Linked DNA regions of Mus musculus: all the other regions are linked to region 3. A link is a contact called in public Hi-C data. All regions are on one chromosome and are shown on one strand. The core of a region is the stretch at or near the end of the contact, and the rest is flanking DNA. Distances in the headings are between cores, read along the strand shown.

What was found. Hi-C and Micro-C count contacts between places; a contact is called where the count stands out from the background.
Region 1: a Hi-C map of the N1E-115 cell line shows a contact between it and region 3, with 7 times the contacts expected there. The contact joins two enhancer-like sites. A contact is called at or near these places in 2 of 484 Hi-C or Micro-C datasets (the C2C12 cell line and the N1E-115 cell line).
Region 2: a Hi-C map of the N1E-115 cell line shows a contact between it and region 3, with 4 times the contacts expected there. The contact joins two enhancer-like sites. A contact is called at or near these places in 1 of 484 Hi-C or Micro-C datasets (the N1E-115 cell line) and 1 of 115 datasets of contacts at active chromatin or transcription factors (a beta-TC-6 cell line).

Annotation. Positions count from the first base shown.
Region 1 is chr10:17,858,001-17,862,818 of GRCm38.p6, forward strand. No RefSeq gene overlaps it. Among named protein-coding and RNA genes, the nearest start is that of Gm20655, 25 kb to the left of the region's middle. Within about 2 kb of position 3,286, at least 35 of the 459 cell types and tissues checked have an H3K27ac peak or open chromatin away from gene starts, as enhancers often do. A contact at or near this core is called in the N1E-115 cell line, where this site is marked.
Region 2 is chr10:17,630,220-17,634,797 of GRCm38.p6, forward strand. The region is part of intron 3 of Gm32543 (a long non-coding RNA gene); the gene reads right to left. Among named protein-coding and RNA genes, the nearest start is that of Gm32656, 27 kb to the right of the region's middle. Within about 2 kb of position 1,767, at least 44 of the 459 cell types and tissues checked have an H3K27ac peak or open chromatin away from gene starts, as enhancers often do. A contact at or near this core is called in the N1E-115 cell line, where this site is marked.
Region 3 is chr10:17,022,689-17,027,063 of GRCm38.p6, forward strand. The region is part of intron 1 of Gm20125 (predicted gene, 20125); the gene reads right to left. Among named protein-coding and RNA genes, the nearest start is that of Gm20125, 71 kb to the right of the region's middle. Within about 2 kb of position 1,528, at least 28 of the 459 cell types and tissues checked have an H3K27ac peak or open chromatin away from gene starts, as enhancers often do. A contact at or near this core is called in the N1E-115 cell line, where this site is marked.

The DNA.
Region 1 (4,818 bases), core at 2,036-4,535, 840 kb after region 3:
GAGCCCGCAGCTCTCTGGCCCAGCAGCCTGGCCGGCCATGCACTGCTGGGCAATGACTGACCTATTTTTATCTTGTGGAGACTGACTCAGAACTCTACAATCTCTCCATCCAGCTTGCAAAGTTCCCACTGGCAGGTAGTTACCAACCCAGCCCCATGCTTCAAAGTTCCCACAGCCTTTGTGGTGCACATTAGGCAAACCCACATATTGCTGCTGTATCTTTCTCTCTCGAACCCATTCAAATCATTTCGAGAAGAAATACACCACACTCCTACCTGTTGTTAGATTATCTGCTATCCACAAGTGAAATTGCTCTTCATTTCATAGAAGTCATTCCTTTGTCAAATACTCTCCTTGTTCTTAATTTGTTTCATAATATTCATTACAAGGAAAATAAGTTAAAAAACACATTACATTACAAAAATCTGACATTCAATAGATCATAGTTTTCTAAAATATCATTATTCACTAATTAATAAAATCCTTAAGTGGCAAACTTGGAAGCCTCTTTGGTAATATTTTGACCTTAAACTTCTAGGAAGAACTATTTTGAAAGCTGTGTAAACACTTGTAATGTAAATACAAGATTTCTTAAATAGATGTCCATAAATTTTAGAAGTATTTGAAAATAATTCAAGAATACAAGGGGAAGAGTTGGATATATGTTTTAAAGCAATCAATAAATTAAGAAATAATGTCTGTCACTGTTTGAATATTAGGAAAGGTTAGATAATTTTTACAATTATTTTGATATTAAAGTACAAAATCAAAATGAACACACTAAAATTTTTATAAATATTTAAAAGAACATTAAAACAAAGATGGAAATGAAAAAAAAAAAAGAAATACACCACACAAACTTAGCTCAGAAACAATAGTTACTCAATTGGTTTATTTATCCAAAAAATGAGAACCTTGGTGTTAAGGTTTGAAGAAATACCTTTATATCAAGCTTCCTTTGTAAAGCGGAGGGTTTGTGATGGCTAATCTTGCCTGTCATCTTGACTAAGTGGAGACACATCGAGTGGGTAAGTGAAGCACGCCTGGCTGAGACTGGGGCAGCCTTTTCAGGGAGAATTAACTAAAGCAGGAAGAAGCCCTAAACACCTGTGGCACTATTTTAGAGGTCAGAGGCCTGGAAGAAATAAGAAGTGAAAAGACAGAAGGCAAGGCAGCGAAGGCATTGTCTTTCTGCCTGATTCCTGGTCACCATGATATGAGTCCTTCTATCATCCTACCTGGCTGTGATGGACTGACACCTCTGAAACTATGGCTAAGCAAGTCTCCCTTCCTTTAACATCTCAGGTGTCTGTACACAGCAACCGTTGACTAATGTGTTTGCACTGGTGATCTTTGAGGAACTGGGTATTTCTGATAAAATCTTCAAGAACATGGAAATGGGTCAAGTTTCCTAGTCTCTTGAAGAGTGTTTCCCTCTAAGAGATAGAGGCAGGGCTTTGGCACATCTATCATAGGCCAGACAAGGAAAAGGAGACAAGAAATCCCAAACCTTTTAATTTTAAGACCCAGACAAGAGAAAAATGTAAGAATTTTCCAACATAGATCAAGGTTCTCCTACACATGAGGTTCTGTGCCAGCACTGTGGTGAGAGCAGAAACAAGACTAAAGGAAATATTTCAGGCCTTGCAAGGCCACTTGCCTTGCAAGCTTAGTACAAAAGGAAGGACTTGAAGACTAGCCAATCTTTAGAGTGTTCAGCAATGAAGCAACACAAAGATAAACTTTTTTTTTTTTGTATTTAACATAGAATTTTCTTTTTTTTTCCTTTTTTTTTCTTTTCCATTTTTTTATTAGGTATTTAGCTCATTTACATTTCCAATGCTATACCAAAAGTCCCCCATAGCCACCCACCCCCACTCCCCTACCCACCCTCTCCAACCTTTTTGGCCCTGGCAAGATTTTATCGAAAGGACCCAGATGTAGCTGTCTCTTGTGAGACTATGCCGGGGCCTAGCAAACACAGAAGTGGATGCTCACAGTCAGCTAATGGATGGATCACAGGGCTCCCAATGGAGGAGCTAGAGAAAGTACCCAAGGAGCTAAAGGGATCTGCAACCCTATAGGTGGAACAACATTATGAACTAACCAGTACCCCAGAGCTCTTGACTCTAGCTGCATATGTATCAAAAGACGGCCTAGTCGGCCATCACTGGAAAGAGAGGCCCATTGGACACGCAAACTTTATATGCCCCAGTACAGGAAAGATAAACTTTTAAAACACTTTTGTTACAAATGGAATCCCCAAATCTCCAAGTAGAGAGCACTCTCCTGAAAATGAATGCTCTCTAAGAGTACGTGACTATTTTTTGTGTGTGTATAAGTCTATGCATGAGTGTGTATCATATGTGCTGCTGCATATGTGTAGTTCTGTGCAAGTATGCATGTAGTTGTTCATGAATGTTTGTGGCCAGATGTGGCCCTATATATGCATAAAAATTAACATTTATATAAGTATGTATAGCTATACTTTTGTATACAGTGTGTCTGTGAGTGTGTGTGTGTGTGTGTGTGTGTGTGTGTGTGTGTGTGTGTCAGAGTATATGTGTGAGTGTGTATGTGTGTGTGTGGACATGAATATGTGTTGGGGAGGGGGACTGAAAGCTCACCTTTGAAGGTGTGATTTGGATCCTGTGGTTAATGGGTTGTTTTCAGAGGATCACATCTTGCTGCCCTTTGATTTGCTCAATAAATCCTCCTTGGCTTACAGCTTCACAAAGCTTACTGGGTTTGTTTGGTTTGGTTGCTTTTCTTTCTTGTGTTGTTGGCTATCTACCTTCTGAACAAACAGGCAGATGGGTGAGGCCACAAGTACGGTGGAGCTGTTTGTTACATCATTGCACATGCCACAAGCCCACAGTGACAACTACCACAGATGCACAGCTCTCGTCCCCAGGAAGGCACAGAGTATGTCTTGAGAAATTCTCTATGCCATTCCTCACAGAGACCTACAGCTGGAGCAAGGAGCAGGGGGCTTCTGGCAAGCAAGCTATCTTCATGTCTGTCTTCCTTGGGGAGAGAGAAGCTCAGCCTTGGTTACAGTCTCTTACCCTAGTGACAGTGTTAAAGTCCAAATTACAGTCTCTTCAATCTCTCTGCCTCACTACCCTGCAGTTATAACCAAACCCCTGAATAGTAACACTGAATAGTAACAATGTTTCCCTAAACTAAAAGCCAAAGAGAAATGGTTTTAATCCATTTATGCTTTAATCAGTGAGTCAGAAAGTGGCAAGCCAGAGTTTATTGCAAATCGTACCAGCAATCTGTCATCTTCGTGACTCATTCTTTCTGTGGGGAGATTTTTTGCTGTGATACAATTCATCTCCTAAAAATATCTAGTATTGACTGGCTGTACTTTCACAGCTGGATCTGGCTGCTTCTCTGACATTATTAAGGGACGGATATAAGAATCTTCTAACTCAATCAGGGAGTAATTTAAAGCAATGTCTCTAGCCCGCCATTCAAGGAATTGATTATCTTCTAGAGATATGGGGAGAAAATCTAAATAAACAATAAACAAAATGAAAATACAATAACAAAGATTGAGAAAACATCAGTGTCCAGAATGCACATAGAAATATTACCGAGTGTTAAACAAAGCAAACCAGTCAGAGGAAAGCGTGCAGACAGTGGATCCACGCACAGGAGATGTGTTGTCTGTAGACAGTGAAAGCGTTAGTAAAACAGACTACCAGGCTGACTGCTTATTTTTCTTTACTTCAATCCTAAATAACGCCAGTGGTAAAGCTGCCTTCTTAACAGAGACCATCATGTTTGCAGGTGCCCTCAATACCATTTGTAAGATCTCTGCCACATAGGACAAAGTGTAGAAGAAATATAAATGAGTAAAAGGCGCCAGATACTATCACTTTTGTTCATTAGGCTAAAGAAATTTCAAATGTTGATAACATCTAATATCATCGAGGATGATGGCAAATATTGGTAATGACATAGAGTGTTGGTGAGAGTTAGGTTTTCTCTCTATTGCTTGTCCAGTTGTAGTTTATTCAAGAAGTGGACAATTTGACCAAGTCTCTGGTATGCAAAATTGAAAATTACTTAGCACACAGTACACATATGGTATCTGCATCCCATCCTCAAAGGAAGTTTTTTGCCCAGGTTCCCTTCAGTGTGAATGGGACTGTCAATCATAGAGCCCCTCTGCTACTCTCAGTTCTGTCTCAGGGCTAAAATACTACAGCAGAACACCTGATAAGGTATTTCACTCAGAGACAGTGGCAGCTGCAGAATTCCCACAGAAGATGTTCTTAAAAACTCAACTCAAAAGGGTGGAGAGATGGTTCAGTGGTTAAGAGCACTTGCTGATCTTGCAGAGGATAAGGATGTGGGGGGATTGTAGTGGGGGGATGATAGTGGGAGCAGTAAAAGATCCACCTAGCATCTCAGGTTTCTCTTCCTCTTCTCCAGAGGAACTCTCCTTCATGAATGCTTTCTTTGCCTATATATGCATGTGTGTGGTAGTAGGTGTGTTTTATGTTTTGTAAAAGCATTTTGTGTCTGACCTCTTTTGCTAACACACACACACACACACACACACACACACACACACATATATATGTATGTATATATATATATATATATATATATATATATATATATATATATATATATAAAATAGTCACCTATATTTTGTCTTACAGGAGTAGTTTGTTCATTTTCATTGTCACATACAAATCTATGCCACAATTTATCCATTATTTATCCATTATTGATGTTTAAATTCATTACAACAACTATTTAAGCTGTTTCCAAAGAAAGGGAGTCAATGGGCTACAGAAG
Region 2 (4,578 bases), core at 517-3,016, 610 kb after region 3:
TACAAATCCAACCCAGCTTGTATAGATAAACCTAGGATCCAGTGAGCAAAGAGGTGACCTTGGAAAGAAGTAGAGAAAGCCAGAGTTCTAGGACCTTAGATTTGTGAAGGAAATCTGTCTTCCAAGGACAAAGAAGTTTCTGTCCTCTCATCCTTCTGAGCAACAATGCAACTCATAAAATAGTTTGTGCATATTCACATTAATCACACCTAGGGGACCTTATGCAACACCAAAGACGCAGATACTTTATTTTTTTAAAAAACCTGTGCTGTTATTGTTGTTGTTGTTTTTGTATGTGTGCACGGTGCATGACAAGGTCAAAGGACAACTTTGTGGAGTGGGCTTTATTCTTTTACCTTTATATAAGGCCCTTCCAGGGATGGAACTTAAGTCACCAGACTTGCAAGACAAGCGACTTTACCAACTGGACCATCACACTAGCCCCACCCAAAAATTTTGGCCTTCACATCTGGATCATTTAATCAAGTTCTGCCTTGTTTTCGGTCTAGTATCTGGCCCACTGGTGATGTTTGTAAAGGTTTAAAGACATACAGTATCCATTCCCACTATGTTTTTAGCTCTCAAATCACAATTACAAACGAATGGAATTTCTGTGCTGCATTCAATAACTCGCACATCTATCTTTATGAAATATTAAGGTCAATGAAGGATAACTCTCATCACTGAAATCTTTCAAAATGAGTAAAATAGAAAAGAAGACAGGTCTTTCTCTTGCTTTGCAGTAAGCACAGTTTCTTGGGGTTTATAAATACACTTTATCAAATCCCTCTGCACAAGTAATCTTGAGTGGCACCACCCCCCCACCAGCCATGCACCATGAGAGAATGAATAAATGAATATCTAACAGGGCCCACACAATACCCACAAGATAATCGGCATTCTGAAAGTGTCTGACGATATCATGTATGATAGACGCCAGAGAGTGGTCCTGCACACATCACTCCTGAATTACTGGTTTGTAGGAAAGGACAGTCAACACAAACAGATCACAGATCGAAGCAACAGATAAATTAAAAAAACAAAACAAAACAAAAATCAAAAAAACAAAAAACCAGGGTCAGTATGATTAGTAGATGTAAGGAATGATACTCCTCTGTCCCTTCTGATTTATGCAAGACATCCTTGCTGGCTTCTTTGTTGTTCAGTCCTGATATATCCTGGCTCCAGTTATTCTCTACCAATGGCCACAATGTTTACTGAAGGTGAGTGTGTTGTTGAAGGGACACAGGGTCCAACATCAGAATACCCATTTCCAAGCCCATTGTACTTCCAGTGTCCTAGGGAGGAAAGACTGCCAAAGAGATCTCACCAAGTCCTGTTTCTGCCAGGCCACCTTGCAGAGGCCTGGCAATGAGAAAGGGACACTGAAGGAACCTCCAAGTGACAGCCACAATGAAAATGACAATTCAGATCCACCAACACCCAGAAAAGCCAGAAGAGCGATCTTGTGAGCAAAATCTGCTTTAATAGCAACGTTAAGTGTTATGCATTGGAACCTGTTATGAATTGGTTGTAATTTTCTCCTGACAGTTTCTGAATTAAACTAGTTAGTACACAAAAAAATAATAATAATAACAATAATAATAATAACAAATGCCACAAAGCAGAACGCAAACTCAGTGTCTGAAGGTTAATGATTGCTCATGAAAGCCACAGAAATAAATTATCTGCCTAGGGACACTGTCACATGATCAGCACAAAAGCTGTAACAGCCAAAAAATGTTTATGTAGAGGGGAAAAAAAAACCCTGTCAGCGTCACAGCACCCTTCCCCCCACAGCTAAATTCGAGTCCTGAGCCAGCCAGCTGCTCCTGACTGCTTACATTAAACTAATTTGTGCTGCTACATTGCAGCTGCTTAATTTTTACTCTGAACTTTATCACCAATAAGTGTTACAATAACAAGCGGTATGATGGTATCTCTGAAGAAATATCCATCAACCCTCAAACAAGGACGGCTTCCCAAGCCTGGACTGCAGAAACACAAAACTCAAAGGGGGGGAAAGAAGAAGAAAGAAAGGAAGGAAGGAAGAAAGAAAGGAAGGAAGGAAGGAAAGGAGAAAATTACCCCCACACCGCCTCTTTAAAGGAGGGGGAGGGGCGCACTTTTAGTGGGGGAAAGGCTTTAAAACGAGGCTTTGTTCACAAAGCCTTTCTTTTTTTTTCTTTTTCTTTTCTTTTTCTTTTTCTTTTTCTTTTTCTTTTTCTTTTTCTTTTTCTTTTTCTTTTTCTTTCTTTCTTTTTTTTTTTTTTTTTTTTTTGCCTTGATGGAAGGGCTGACTGAAGGTTAGCTCACAGGGAAGAGTTAAGAAGTGAGCTGGGCCTGGGCTGGGAGGGGGCGATTTGCAAGGTGAGAGCTTTGGGAGAGAGAAGGCAATGTCGTCCTAACAATGAAGTCCACTCTCCGTGCCCAGTGTCCTCCAAACATCTTTGGACCCCACACTGCAGCTTGGGCGCTAATTCCTGATCTGCTCCTTCAGCCAGCCTTCGTTGGCGATTACAGTATTAGTTGTTTCCACCCCATGTTTTCCTGTTATTTTCCTAGTCCAGTCGAAATGCGCAAACTCTTCTTTGGGCACAGAAAATAGACACTGCCCTGGACTGTTTTAAATTCCTGCCAAATACACAGGCCTTGTTTTTGCTACATTTTGGAATTTGGCTGAGATCGTATGTCAGGCTTCTATCTGTACTCAGAACTACAATTGATGCCTAATAACTTAAAAAATAAATAAAATGAAGTAAAAGATTTTTTTAGTGTTCGAGACACCCTGAAACTTTTCCATTATTAATCTGAAAGCGAGTCGGGGTATCTCCTTACAAACTCTCCTGTTTACTGCCGAGAACAATTCAACTGCACCCTGTTCTGTGATTACGAACGCGATTCCTCTGAATGCGGTAAAGAGCACCGTGTCAGCTATTTACAGCATTTTTTAAATTCTGTGGTTTTGAGAATTAAGGTTCAAAGCGAGTGTTACTAACGTTGAGTAATACAGTAGTTTTTCTTCCATGAAGATATCCTAAGTTTTACAAAGGCAATGTTTACACTTAAATAATTCTCACAGGGTAGGGAAAGAGGGAGAACTGGGGAGGAGATTTAGACCTACCCTCATGTTTTTCCCCTCACTGCCTTCAAACCTTATGGTCCTGCCCCAGATCCCATCAGTATTTTCTTTTTTCAGACAACTGGTAAATCACCCAAGGGGTGGAGTAAGGAGATCTGAGCAGGCTGGGCCCTGCCTGCCTCCTTAGGTGGAATCCTCTTGACATCCTCCATCGCCACAGTGGGAGGGTGGCACAGCTATCCCCAGGATGGTCCCTGAGGAAGTGGTGGCACAGTCCCTAGACCTCATCAGGCCTTTTTTTCCAGGTGCCAAGTGGGTCACTCACTGTTGAGCAAGGCCAGGCTATCCATTTCCAGGGTGCTCTGCCTCCTGAACTGCTGAGGCTTTAAGATGGCCAGGAACTCAGACAGGAAGCATCCTCAGGCCTACTGGCCTGGCAGGGTGTATCCCGAATGCAAGCAACCTTTGAAAAGGCACCTAAGCCCAGCCAGGCAGGAGAGTACTCAATGGAAGAGCAGCCATGGGAAGAGTCTCTGAGAAGCACCTTGCTTTTCCTCGTGGGTAGCCATGCTCCGGCGGGCTTTGTGCAGAGTAACAGAACTTCTCAAGGTTTGAAGCCAGACAGCCTGTCAAAACTGAAGTTGTGAAATTAAGACTCTATTTGACAGGGTTTGACAGGGTATGTGAGTTTATCTTCTCAGATCTGGACTAAACTGGTTTGACTGGGATACTCGGAAGGCTGGTGACGAAGGGCACGCCATTGCAACAAGGCAGAAGGGAAACGCCAGGATCAGCTAGTCTCAGAGAAGTTCTGTGCACCCGGAGCACACATGCGTGAGTTCAGGAGTGGCAGTTATTCATACTCTCTTTCGTCTCAGCAAGCTCACAGCGACAGAAAGGAACACGGACAATCTCACTGGGCAGGGCAACCTAAACTGGCCACTTCCGGGAAAAGCGCTAGAAACAAATCCTTCTTGACATATGCTTTTCAAGATCAAGGTTAACCAAGAGTTGACTGCCAGCCCTGATGTAGGACCATGATCCGGGAAAGTGTTTGCCATTGTGGGCTTCTTAAATGAAGAGGTGCTCTGTTCTCAGACTACTGCGTCTTGTCTCCGAACTCCCTCTCATCAAAGGACCTTTGCTCTTTAGCTAGAAGTCATGCATTTCTGGCTTCTGGTTGCTGGAGAGGTGGAGATAGTTAATGAGGTATGCTGGGAGGTATGTTATAATTTCCAATTCACAGCATTAACACTCGTAGTCATAAGCCTGACGCATATCATCCTCCACGGTGTGAAGTGTGGGAGGTGATATATATAGGACTAAGGGGCACAAATTTTGTTTTCCAGTTTTGCCTAAATATTGAAGAATAGGCCAAATGGTAAAGTAACAATCCAAATGTGCATCTACCATCTTCAATGTTTCTCTTAGTAAACCAATAATGAGCAATTTATTTAAAGTTGAAATGCTATTACTATTAATAGCTTTCATATCAA
Region 3 (4,375 bases), core at 278-2,777:
GACAGCACACACACACAGAAGACCTTAAGGCCCTAAAGTCATATTATTGGAAAACGCTGCACTTTTAGGGACCCAGAAGAAACGGTTTAATTAATCTTTTTTTCAGGGTAGCTTTTTTTTTTTTAATATAAATTATGTACACTGAAAACTTGCCAATTATACCAAATTAAGGGACTTGGCAAGTGCATCCCACAGAGGCAGATGGTAAATAATATCCAGATTCTGATTTGAAATAGGACAAGAGATTAGCTAGTGCAAAATGTAAAAGCCATCCATATATAAGAAATAAACAGACTTAATGTGAGCACATGGAGAGAGTTTTGCTTTGGGATAGCTATGTGGACGTGTTGAAAACAGGGACTTGTGATCTGTATAGGCTTCTGCGATGTGACTGTTCCATTTGTGAGTCCTTCACAAATCTGTTTGGTGTGTGTCTTTGTAAAGACATGCAAATGCCTGGGTTTTCCACCTGTGCAAGGAGCATGAGCTTTAAATGGCATCATCATTTAACATGATTAAGTATCAGCCTTGTGCACAGCAAAGTCCATAAATCTAAGCTCTTTTTTTAGTGTTGTTATAATACAATTTCCAAAGGAATAACTCATGGCACACCCTCACCATTTCCTATTTGCCCGAAATAAAACTTTGTGTTTATGAATGCCAATCATGGGTCACAGAATTTTTATTCTGTGAACGCAGAATGGGAGGTTTAGAGAATTCAAACATGGCAGCTGTCTCAAGAGTAGTAAGAAATATGTCCTGAATGTTTACTTATCTTAGTTATAATAAGTCCATCACCCAAGGACTGACAACTCTTTAAAACTTGAAGGCCATGAAGAAACAAAAACTCGCCCGTTTCTTATACCCTGAGAAGCACAAGAAGGGAGCTATGTAAGTGAAAGATGGTGTGATGGTTTGGCAAGGAGATCAGACAATCAAATAACAAGATAGGGTCTGTTCCTGCTCACTTTCTTGTGCCTCCCAAGTCAGTTTGTTTCTGGCTTGAGTCACGATAGCCAGGCAGATGGTAAATTCAGCTTATTTGCCTGATAATCAGATTTCTTTCTCCCTAACTGACCACAGAAATCATTTAAAACAATTGCAAGTCTTGGTCAGACTCTGTTTGAAGGGGAAAAAAAAAGAACAATTGGCAAGAGAGGTAGGAAGACACCCAACCAGACAAGTAAACAAGGACTATCATGGGTTCGAACAGAGGGAATCTGCTTGGTCCTTGAGCAAAGCTCTCTGAGCCTGCTAGCATGATCTACTCCAAGCTCTGCCACTCTCAGAGAACCACCACGATTGTGAGCCAGTCCAGACCTAGAGCATCCCAGAACTCTCAAATGAGAGATAGAACAACGTCAAGCACATGTTCGTCTTGTAATTCATGTTTAGCCTGGGTTGCTAAAATTAGGGAGTGACTCAATCGTCATACATCATTACGGCTATTTTCAAGGCTGTAAGTGATGCGGAGCAGGAGCGCTGATGCAAAAGCTTACTCCAATTAGCTTCTGCGAGTGCTCTGCCGGCAACAGGGCTCTGTTTCCTAGGAGCCTTCAATCTAATTACAAGCCTTGATTCTCCCGCAGGGCCTGGCTGGCCGGATGATTTCATTTTACTTTTAGGCTAACCTTTGCCATCAGTGATGTCACAGGAGTGTTCCTTCACTTGAGAGGACCCTAGGAACACACCAAAAGGTTAATTTGTTTGATATTTGGTTAAAGAGACTACTCTACTGGAGGGGCCCTGTTTTGCTGTAGGCAGGTAATAGTACAAAGCAGACAACATGAAATAGAGGCAATTTGCACCCAGCTGGCACCAACCTAGCTTGATACACTCCCTACCCAGGAGCCACTCGGATGGAAAACCACTGCTGAGAGAGAAATCAGAGAATCCTTCTACTGTTCAGATTATTCTTTATATATTTCCTCATTTCTTCTCCCACAAGAACAAGTACTGTAGGAATCAGTAGAAAATGTAAACAGTATGCCACGGGGAAAAAGGAAAATCTGTTAAACCACCTTAAAACCCAGAAAGGGGGGCTGGGGAGAGACAGGCAACACAGAATTTACAGTCCCTTTAGTTTTGTTCTCCAATTGGAGACTATCTTAGCGTCCCCTCCACCCCAACGCCACATCCCTCAATGATACTTGCGCAAAGTAGAAGTGGAGATAACTACAGAGGAGTTTAGGCCCGACTCTAGCCATCGCCTGATGCATGTGCCTGCTACCTAGAGCCCCTGTTTATCACAAGCGCCTGTGCACCTACCCGAAGCAGGATTTGAGAAATATAAATCAATGGCATCTTAGCATTTCTTCAGAATCACACAATGAAAAAGTCCTGCTTCCACTCGTTTTTAGTCATGAATATTCCAAATACACAGTCTGACCTTAATTTCCCTTACTTTTTCTTCTTGAACGAAGACTTCCGTTTTCTCTTATCAGTAAGGACTTTCAGCAACAAGCCCTGCCCCCATCCCCACTTTTCATTGCATTTTCTAGATCATTATTTTTTGTTTAATTAAATAAAGCCTCACCGCCTGTCTTTATACAACATTTTAATTTCTATTATTTCAGTGAATAATGGATAAACCTTTCTTTAGAACACAATGAGAGAATCAAGCGCAGTCTGAAATCAGCATATGAAAGCAGCAAACAGAAAAAGTCCAGACCTGTTAGAGCAAAAATAGAAGTCTATGAACAAATCGGCAAAACAATGCAGGGTATGGTCAGTCTGGACTCAGAGTTATACAATAAGCCTTCAATATGAAAATATAGTTCATACTAAAAGCTGGAACACAAATATAAAAGAAAATAAAAGAGAAAAAAATTATTGTACTCAACCGGCCATAAATTATAGGGCTTGTCTAATAGTAGTTGCAAGTAAAATTTTAAATACAAATAATTCTGTAGGTAAGTTTCTGGACAATAAATAAAATTCAATTGCTAGACTTCTGAGTAAAGAAAGCGGTGTAAGGGATACTATATCACATAATTTCCACTTTCCACTTAGTTTTCACGCATGGCCAAATATACTTTTTCAAAAGCAAATAAGTCATTATCAACACCAGCCAAGGTGAAAAGGAGGTGCAACCGAAAGAAATAAATATCCACAAGAAGTCACAACGAACCTACAGAAGATTCTAGAATAGAGCAGTTTATTTGCCTTCTAAAAATTCTTAACATTGTAGACGCACTAGTCCTGTCAACAATATACTGATGACTGTTTACTAACAGGACCAGACTTTGAAGGAGCCAATTAAAATTATCTCCTTATTCTTGTATTCTTGTAGCAGCTTGGAAAATAGAGAAAGATAAAGGGAGTAAGGATGGAATAAAAGAAACTGAATAATTGAGGCAGTTAAGCATTCATGCGGTCACCATGTGTAGACAATAAACTAAACAAGAATGATGGGCAAATCTTACATTTTAGAGGAATCCATGATTTAAGGGTACAACACACCTCATCTTAGCTTTGTTTCATCTCTCATATTCAAACTCCTCTTTGAAGGAGAAGAAACACAAACTAACATCTACCTTGAAAGAAAACAAATATAAGAAAGATTCATAGCATTTTATCACAAAATTGGCAAGTGAGATTAACTAGCTCTATACACCAGGCTAGCCTTGAACCCACAAAGATTCTCCTGCCTCTGCTGGTACTAACATTAATGGTGTGTGACAGCAACTTCTAGCTAAGTTGACTAGTTCTTGAGTTGAAACTGCATTGTGTACAACTCACCAACCAGGTATCATAGCCAAACAATGATATAATCTAACAGAGCATTCTTAATCCACTCCAATAGGTGATGATGACTGAAAACTATAGCTGGATCCCTTCAAATAACACATGGATAGCCTTGGCAAAGATTAAAATTCTAAGTCGAATTTCTGACAAGTAAATAAATTTTGTGCTGTGATGATGTTAAAATATTCTAACTTGGGACTTTCCAGATGAACAGAAGTCAAAGAATCTGAATGTCAATAATTTAGCCACATTATAGGGAGGAATTAATATGTAAAAAATAAGGGAAAAGATACAAAACAAAAAAGCATGTGTATAAACAAAAGCAAAGAAAATGAAAGGATATTTAAAAACAGTTTCAATATTGAGCAAAATTAAAGTCTGAAGCAATAATATTATGGAACTCATTAGTTAACTGTAGAAAGAAAAATCCATATTTAAAAATAAAGTTGCTACTCTAAATAGTTTCTTTCAACCAAAGCAAATACAGAGAATAAAAATATATATATATATATATATATATATACCAAGAGACAGAAAAAAGGAAGAAACAGTGAGAGGAATGGAAGACTCAAGGGAGGGAAAAAAACGAGAGAATGTAAGAGATAAGCTTACTTAAGATAACTAGCTT